Regions from separate parts of the Pan troglodytes genome. Here region 2 is linked to region 1. Evidence: chromatin contacts called from public Hi-C data. All regions are on one chromosome and are shown on one strand. The core of a region is the stretch at or near the end of the contact, and the rest is flanking DNA. Distances in the headings are between cores, read along the strand shown.

Evidence for each region. Hi-C and Micro-C count contacts between places; a contact is called where the count stands out from the background.
Region 2: a Hi-C map of stem cell-derived neural progenitor cells shows a contact between it and region 1, with 5 times the contacts expected there. The contact joins the enhancer-like site here to the promoter of PLPP3 in region 1. A contact is called at or near these places in 1 of 7 Hi-C or Micro-C datasets (stem cell-derived neural progenitor cells) and 1 of 1 datasets of contacts at active chromatin or transcription factors (stem cell-derived excitatory neurons).

Annotation. Positions count from the first base shown.
Region 1 is chr1:174,400,276-174,404,316 of NHGRI_mPanTro3-v2.0_pri, reverse strand. It overlaps PLPP3 (phospholipid phosphatase 3), which reads right to left and starts at 1,561. Exons shown (of 6, transcript XM_016919260.3): 1 at 716-1,561. The coding sequence starts at 854.
Region 2 is chr1:175,400,268-175,404,833 of NHGRI_mPanTro3-v2.0_pri, reverse strand. No RefSeq gene overlaps it. Among named protein-coding and RNA genes, the nearest start is that of USP24, 360 kb to the left of the region's middle. Within about 2 kb of position 2,948, at least 3 of the 24 cell types and tissues checked have an H3K27ac peak or open chromatin away from gene starts, as enhancers often do. A contact at or near this core is called in stem cell-derived neural progenitor cells, where this site is marked.

The sequences.
Region 1 (4,041 bases), core at 312-2,811:
CAGCTGGCTTTCCCAGTGCCTCAATGTGCCCATCAGGGAAATGGGGCTCATCACCCCTGCTGCACCGAGTCAGAGAGTGGGCGAGCTAAAACTGATGCCCGTGAAGCCGCCTACCACCTGGCACACAGTAGGCACTCAAGTGATTGCTGAAGCCGTGCCCAGCACCAAGCCCGGGGAAAGCACCTACAGGAGAGAAGCAAGTGAAAAGGCCGGCTAGCCAGTCTGGCGAGCCTGGGCAGCAAAGGCGGAAGGGCTGGATGTTTACATACAGCCGCCGGGAAGGCAGCTTGGCTCCAGGCAGGAGCCCGACTCTCGGGGCGATCCATTTCACTCGGATGGAGGGCGACCAGCTAGCTATACGCTGGCTCTAGAGCACGGCTCAACCAACTTCCCCTACGCTAAAAGGACGAACCCACACCTTCCGCGGGATTCCGCCCGGGCTTCCAACGTGGAGACGACTTTTACTGAGCTGGTTTAACAGTTGCCCACGAACGCTTAAGCACGCCCAGACCCCCTCAAGTACAGGCCAAGAAGTCGGTGGGATCGGGGAGGGCGGGGGCTTCGGGCCTGGGCGGCGCGAAGGCTCCCCAGGAAGGCTGCGGGGGCCCCCCGGAGCTGACGGCGCGGCGCGGCGCTGCGCGGCCCCGGACTGGGCTGGGACGCGCGCCGAGGGACGAGGGGCCGAGGGGCCGAGGGACAGCGGGGCTGGGCTCACCCATGAAGAGGCAGAAGAGGTCGAGGCAGATGAGCAGCACCCGCTTGCTGCCGCTCCTCCTCGGGTTGTTGTTGAGCGCCGGGCTGCCGCCGTTCTTGCTCTCCGGGACGATCGCTTTGTCGTACTTGTAGTTTTGCATGGCGCTGGCTGCGGCGCGAGCCTCCCGCCCCGCGAAGACGTCCCGCAACAGCAGCCACACACCCAGGCGCCCGGGTCGCCTCCTGGCCGAGGCTGCTGCGGATAGTGGCGGGTCGGCCCCGGCTCCGGGCGCGGCGGCTAGAGTGTAGCCGGGGCTGCCTGCCTCCAACTGCAGAAGGTGGTGTTTTCTGCTCCTCCTGCGCGCCTCTGCTTTCCTCTCTCAACCCTAAATCGTTCGAAAGTCCAAGGGGAAGAGAGCCAGATCCCGAGCAGAAACTTTTGCAGAGCTGCGCAGCTTGGGGCGCGCTGTTCTGGCGCGCGTCTGAGTGCGCGAGCGAGCGAGTGGGCAGCGCGGGCGCTCGGCCACCTTCCTCCGCAGCTGGTTCCTTAATGAATGGGAGCTGCGCTGAGCCCAGCAACTCCGGAGCGCCAGCCCCAACTCTAACTTTGCCTCCTCCTCCTCCTCCTCCTCCTCCTCCGGCTCCTCCTGCTCCTCCTGCTGTTGGTGCTGCTGCCGCGGCGGCTGCTGCTGTGATCGCCTGGGTTTGTTTTCTGCACTTTTATTTCACGAGGTCCTTTAAAAAGAGAAGACGTGGGGGGAGAGAGAGAGAGGGACCTCCTTACTTGGCTCGGATGGGATTCCGAAAGCACAGCCCCTTCCTTAAGCTGCCTAAGACGTAGGATAATTAAGGCCACATTTTCCCCCACCCCCTTCAAAAAAAAAAAAAAAAAAAGTCCTAAAAGGAAAAGTTACTCTCAAACCAGAGAAACCGGGAGCCCCTAGCGTTCAGAAACACCAAATTGTCACCAAAGAAAAAATATATATAAATAAAAAGAAACGTTTTCTTGCTGGCCTTGGGTCAAGTAAAAGTTAGGGCTGTACAGCTAAAATGCATTTTTCCTCACCTACAAACCTGAGGCTTTCAGGTCTTTATTGTGACTTGAATTGTATTACCCTGAAAATATAATTTTTAAGGAAAACGAGTTGTTTGTTTGTTTAAGATCTTAACATCCAACACCGGGTACTACGCTAGATTTTGAGAATACTAAAATGAAAAAGACTGCACGACTGTGGAACCACATCTCCTGGATTTCAATCCTGTGACTCCGTGCCTCAGTTTCCCCGTATGTAACTAGAGATAACTGTTCCTTTTCATATAGGGTGGTTGTGAAGACTTAATTTGTTAATCCGTATAAGCTCCTAGAACAGTGCCCAGTACATAGGAAGTGCTCTGTGAGGGTTAGCAATTACCTTTTTTCTGGGTGAAGGAGTCTCAGGCAACCCCTCTCTTGGCCCCAAGAGTAATTCTACTACTATGGGGAATTCCAGGGCAGCCAAAATGCTCTCTGCTTGAGTTTCAGACAATCTAACATTTTTCCTTAGAGGCTGGCATCTTATTTTTAATTATTTTATGTGAGTTAATCTTTTTTCCAGATAGAGAATAAACATTTCCAGGGCAAGGGCCTTCCCTTGTATCTTCTATAGTGCCTAGCATGGACCTGGGCACAGTGGACAATAAATGGATGTTTTTTCCAGGTGGTTCTTTGTGTGCATTCAGAAATGGAAATATTTGTAGCTTTTTGATACATTATATGAATCATGTTCTTTCTTACACTGACTTGTTTTGGGTTTTGATAACTTTATATGCAGCCACCATCAACCCTTTCTGGTACAATTGCCCTTTCTGGTACAATCCTTTCACACTCCACACCCCTGCTCTCCTGCACGCTCTGCCTATAATGCATACCCTTTCCTCCTCTAGTTAGGGAAATGCTTCTCTTGCTTTAGTATCCTCTGAAATGTCACCTCCTCTCTGAGTACTTTCTTCATTCCTGCACAGAATTAACTTCACTGTCAACTCTTTGCTTATAACTATTTTTTTCCCCCCGAGATGGCGTCTCACTCTATCACCCAGGCTGGAGTGCAGTGCCTCAATCTTGGCTCACTGCAATCTCCGCCTCCTGGATTCAAGGGATTCTCTTGCCTCAGCCTCCTGAGTAGCTGAGATTACAGGCTCGTGCCACCACACACGGCTATTTTTGTATTTTTAGTAGAGATGGGGCTTCACCATGTTGGTCAGGCTGGTCTCAAATTCCTGACGTCATGATCGCCTGCCTCGGCCTCCCAAAGTGCTAGGATTACAGGCATGAGCCTATCTCAGCCTGATTTGGTGTTACAGATGGTAAAGACTAGCAAATTGTGTAGGTTATCAGCGCCGCGGCATCTCTCTAGTACCTAGCACGGGATTTGCTGTGTACTGAATTAAGCTCAAGTTAGGACCGGTTAGTAAGTGGGGCTTGCAAAGAAAGACAACATTGCTATCTTCTGGAAGCAAGAAGATCTGACTCTCCCAAGAAGTTTTGGAGCTGAAGCATCCAACTGCAAATCACACACAGCACTCTCAATTCAAATAGCACAGGTAAAAGCCAGGGTAGTTCAGAAGGCAGATGCTTGAGATAGCTTTTTCTTGAGAAACACCTTCTCTTGAAAAGTTAAAAGAGTGGAAACAAAACAAGGCCAGGTTCATAATTATTGACATTCTAAGAGGAATTCAGGATTCCAGGGTCTTTGCCTACTCAATTGTCTTTGTAATTATAGTCATCTTTGAAATTCTTAGTCATCAAACCATGCTTTTGGAATTCCAATCTAAAAGCAAGCTTTCTTGAAACTGCAGGCCTCTCTGATCTTTCCCTCCTTGGAGCTCTAAAAGACCTTGAGTATCTACTCAAGGTCTTATTCCACTGGACACGGCCCTATCTGATTACTTCACTTTGCAAATCATGAAATTACCTGCAAAGTGAAATAATAAGACAGGGTCATGTGCAGTGGAATATAGTGGCTTGTCTTACTTGCAAGTGGTCATAATTTGTCCCTCAAACATTGTTAGCTCCATGAGGCGAGAGCCTTGACCTTAATACCACAATAAATAATGGTGAAATCCTAAGTCAAAGAAAGAAATAGTAACTACATGAATTTTATAGGTACCTCCCTGTATGTTTCCTGTCTGCTTTTCCTTATCTGTGAAATGACTTTTATTAATTTAAGAATACACATATTTTTAAAAGTCAGACTGGCTGGGCGCAGTGGCTCACGCCTATAATCGTAGCTCTTTGGGAGGCCAAGACAGGCAGATGGCTTGAGGCCAGGACTCCAAGATCAGCCTGGCCAACATGGTGAAACCCCATCT
Region 2 (4,566 bases), core at 1,699-4,198, 1.0 Mb before region 1:
GTTGAATGTGATAGAAAGCTTATTTCACTGCACATATACCCCAAAACTTAAAATATTATAATAGTAATAATTTAAAAAAAAGTTTAGACTGGCAGGTGGTCCAGGGAGGAAGGGCAGCTCTGTACCACAAATTGTCTGGGGCCCTCGTTCTTCTTTTCTTGTTATTCCACTGCCCTTTAACGTGTTGGTTTAGTCATCTTAGCTTCAATTAGCTCTCATCTACCTCATCTGCATTTCAGTGAGCTGGAAGGGAAAGAGGAAAAAGGAGGCAAGCTGCTTCCTCTTCAGGGCATGACCCGATGTTTGATACATTGCTTCTTCTCACATCTTACTAGACAGAGTTTTGTCACATGGTTATCTCTCGCTGTAAGAAAGGTTTAGAAATGGAATCTCTAGTTTCCTGGCCATCAGAGCAGCTATAACTTATAGCTATGGGACTATAAGAAACAGGAATCAAGATAGAATGGATATTGGGGACAATCAGTAACCATGATACAGAGACCTCCATAGAAGGGCAAGTATTTCCCTGTTATATCAGTCAGGGTTTGATCAAGGAAGTAGACCATTGTGAGTATTATGGAGTAGGGGGTTTATTATAGATATAAGACCACATATGATTGTGGGAGAAGCTGTGGAAATAAGAGTCTGAATGGGGCAGTGGAAGGATCAGAGAAAATCTCTACCCACCCCTTTTGAGATTTGTGAAGGTAGACAAGTGAGGAGAATGAGAGCACGCTAGAATCTGCAGCATGTCTGCAACTGTCACTCATCTCTCCTAAATACAACAGCCGTAAGAGAGCAGTGGTGCTGCTTTACTTTTTCTAAATCTTGCATTAAGTCTTTTGACAAACTCCAACCTGAAATTGTACAGGAAGTGAATTTAGGGAAATATAGTCCTAGCTTAGCCAAGTGGACACAGTTACAAACTACTACATCCATGTTGCAGAGAGTGGTAGACATTGAGATGGGACAGATCTGGGAGCCACAAGGCTGGGTGAGGAGACACCCACCAGCAGTAGGCTCTGCATGGGCTGCTCAGATAACACTGCAATGGATGCTGCTGCTGAGGATGAGATGAGAGACACAGATGTTCTTCCCCATCCCCATCCCTCTCCCCAGTGCATTGCTACCATACATCAGCCTTTCCATTCCAACACTCCTATCCCCATCAGAACTAAGGTGCAATCTTGGGATGGAGGAAGCCCTGGCATGATGAGAAAAAAAAAATCCCAAATTGATTACATTAGGATTTCTGTCCTCAGGCAGAATATGCTCTTAGAAGACAAAACAGGGCGCTTTCTAGAAAAACAACTTACATTTCTTATACACTTACATAGGTATGTAAGGTACGCTTACTTACATAGTAGAGAATAGGTAATCAGCAAATCTTATCTGCCTTCTCCCTTTTTTGCTGGGTCCAGCCAAATAGAAGAACACCATTAGTCCCTCAGTGGACCAGGCTTTTGTGTGCTTCCTTCTTTCATGAACCCCTTTCACTTTTGTCAACTTGATTTTGTTTTAAGTGACCCCATGGTGCATTTCTCCTCCTTGGCTCAGCTCAAATGAACACCTTTTCTGTTATTCCTTCTTGACCTTTGCCTCAGCATCTCATGGACAGCGATACTCCCTGCCCTGCCTCCTTAAGGCCCCAAGGATTTTGGTCAGGGACCAGACTTGTTGACGGATAGATTGGATTGACTTTTCTCCAAATTATGAGTGAATCAGATGATTATCCTATTTGAAGAGAACCCTGCTCTCCAATTGTGTAAATATAAGTTACACACACACAGAGTTGTCTAATATTATTTAATTGTGTTGATAAAAATATAAACCATCTAAAACTGTGTGGAACAGGGATCTTTGGGTCTTCAAGTTCACTGTGAGTTTTGTTTTTCATTGGCGGATGCTCTCTCCAGGCCCTTTCCTCTTGCCTGTATTGCAAAGAAACATCTCTTACTTTAGGCTTTTGCTATATGTATGGTTCCCAGTGGCTGCTGTGACAAAAAACCATAAACTGGGTGACTGAAAACAATATAAATATGCTTTCTCACAGTTCCAAAGGCTAGATGTCCAAAATCAAGGTGTCACAGGTCCATGTTCCCTCTGAAAACTCTAAGAAGGATCCTTCCTGCCCTCTTCCTAGCTTCTGGTGCTCTAGGCAATACTTAGCGTTCCCTGGCTTTTGGACACATTACTCCAATCCCTCCCTCCTTTGTCACATGGCATTTTCATTGTGCCTCTCCTCTGTGTCATCACATGGCTTTTTATAAAGATGTCATTTATTGAATTTAGGACTCACCCTAATCCAGTATGACCTAACCTCAACTTGATTACATCTGCAAAGACCCCATTTCATATAAGGTTACAATTTCAAGTACTGGGGATTTGGACCACGACATACCTATTTGGGGGCATAATTTAACCCACAGCTGATGCCATGGCTTATATTCTTCGTACCTAGAGGCAGAAGTATTTTAAGCTTGGATAGTCCCAAAGATACCTGACACTAGTCAGCCATGGCGTCAGTCCCAGCTGGAGCCCTGCCACAACAGGGCAGAAGTCTGGCCTCATGTCCTTTGACGGATGCAGTAGGCAATAGGGCAGGGTGTAGGTCACTGACTCCGAAGCTCCCTCATGGCCTCATGCACGAAAGCACACAATCCTTGATGTGCTACAGCAGGAAGTACCAAGGCCGGAGTGGAGCACTGACTCTCTCATTAGTATGCCATAGGACCCGCACAAGCCACTTCTCTGAGCATCAGGTCATTACTTTATTGTTTTGTATGAATGAAAGAGCAGACACTTACTGGGCATTTGCTATGTGCCAGAGCAGGGGCTGGGGCCTGGGATACAGAAATCATTAAAATTCCACCCTCAATGAACCTAGCATTCATAGGGGATAAATCACTCACTTGTGAGGTCTGAAGCAGATCAAAGCTCTCTATGATTCATAACATGCTGTGCACGTGTCAGCAGCAAAGATGACTCACAGGGTTCAGGCCAGGAAGGCCTTTGTGACAACCCCACGGTTCCTCCATTAGGTCTTTGACACCTGTAAACACGGCAGCCTGAAATTCAGAGGAGGACATTCACTTTTTATTCACTTTTATATTAATTTGAGTATCGATCCTGTTCCAGGTACACGGCTAGGTTCTGAAGATGCAACAGTGAACAGAGCAGGCACTGGCCCTGACCCAGGCGACTTCCAGTCTACAGTAGACACAGACATTCAATAAGTGACAAGTTCTAACTTTCCCAGAAACTGTTGCTTTGGCCTTAAAGATCGGATAAATTTTTTCAAAGTTTTCAACATTGCATCTCAATGGATTCCAGACATAAACCCAGTCCTCTGACTTTCATTCAAGATCCTTTCCACCTTATCAAACTGGTCCTTTAGGAGACAAGGGCAGGGCCTACCACTGCTCAGAGAAGGAGTGTTGTGCAGCTCCCATGAAGTCCTACCTGGGAAGGTGCATGCTAAGGGTTAAAGTATTGGCATGAGGAAGGAGTTCTATTATTAGGGGGGCATATGGATACATGCAGATGCCTGTGACTACGTGTGTGTGTGTGTGTGTGTGTGTGTGTGTGAACAGAGAGAGAGAGACAGAGGGAAAGAGAGAGAAAGCAGAACATGCACACAAGCTGTCATGTGGGTTCCTAACTCCAGACCTTGCCTTTCCTAAAAGTTTTAGGTTGAATCTTGGTTGGGTTTAGCATTGCATTCATCTCTTTTCTGTTGGGGTTCCTCTTCCGTAAGATGCACAAGATGTTTGCCCACTACAAGGGACAGGAAGTCACTCTTACCTAGAATAAAACTTTACATTGTTGGAAAATACTCTTCCCTCCTCTCCCCTTTCCACATTCATCCTCTGAGCAACAGCCTTGGGGTTGAATTAGAAAAGAAAAAGAAGGCAGGTTTCCTGTCCTTAAGGAGCTCACTCATGTTTGAGGGTCTTAGAGAAGTAGACTGATAATGACAATGCAATGTGGTGGGTGCTAAGTTTGGGCACAGCAGTACCCTGTGCTTATCTTCGAGGCAGCAGCTGACTTAGAGCACTCACAGAGGCCGTCACTGAGGAGGTGACCCTGGGCTAAGTTTTGAAAGATGCATAGGTGTTAGCAAAATAGAGGAGAAGGAAATTCCAGGGATGGGACACAGTGGATGCAAAGGTACGGAGCCAGAAAATAGTAAGACATGTCCCACCCACCCGCAACCTCGGAGGGAATGGAGGGGGCTAATCAGGGCAGCCCCCCTCCTCCCCTCCTCTCCAAGCATTGTGGAAAAGTTGTTCATTGATTAGAAAGATGCCAAGACGGAGATAAACGATTGAATACTATTGCAGGGATCACTGTGTATTAAAGGGTCACTTTTAGAGCAGGAGGGAAGCCAGGGCCCAGCCTGCAGCAGGGAGACCCAGCCTTTCCCTCTTTCCCATCACACATGTGTTCCAGTACGTTCATCTCTGGTCTCTTGGCCCATAGGGCTGCCTGGCTGATGCTATGATCCCAAGATTTGAATTTAGGCTTAAGGGCTTATGAAAAAGCTCCAGAAAACTCCACTTAGAG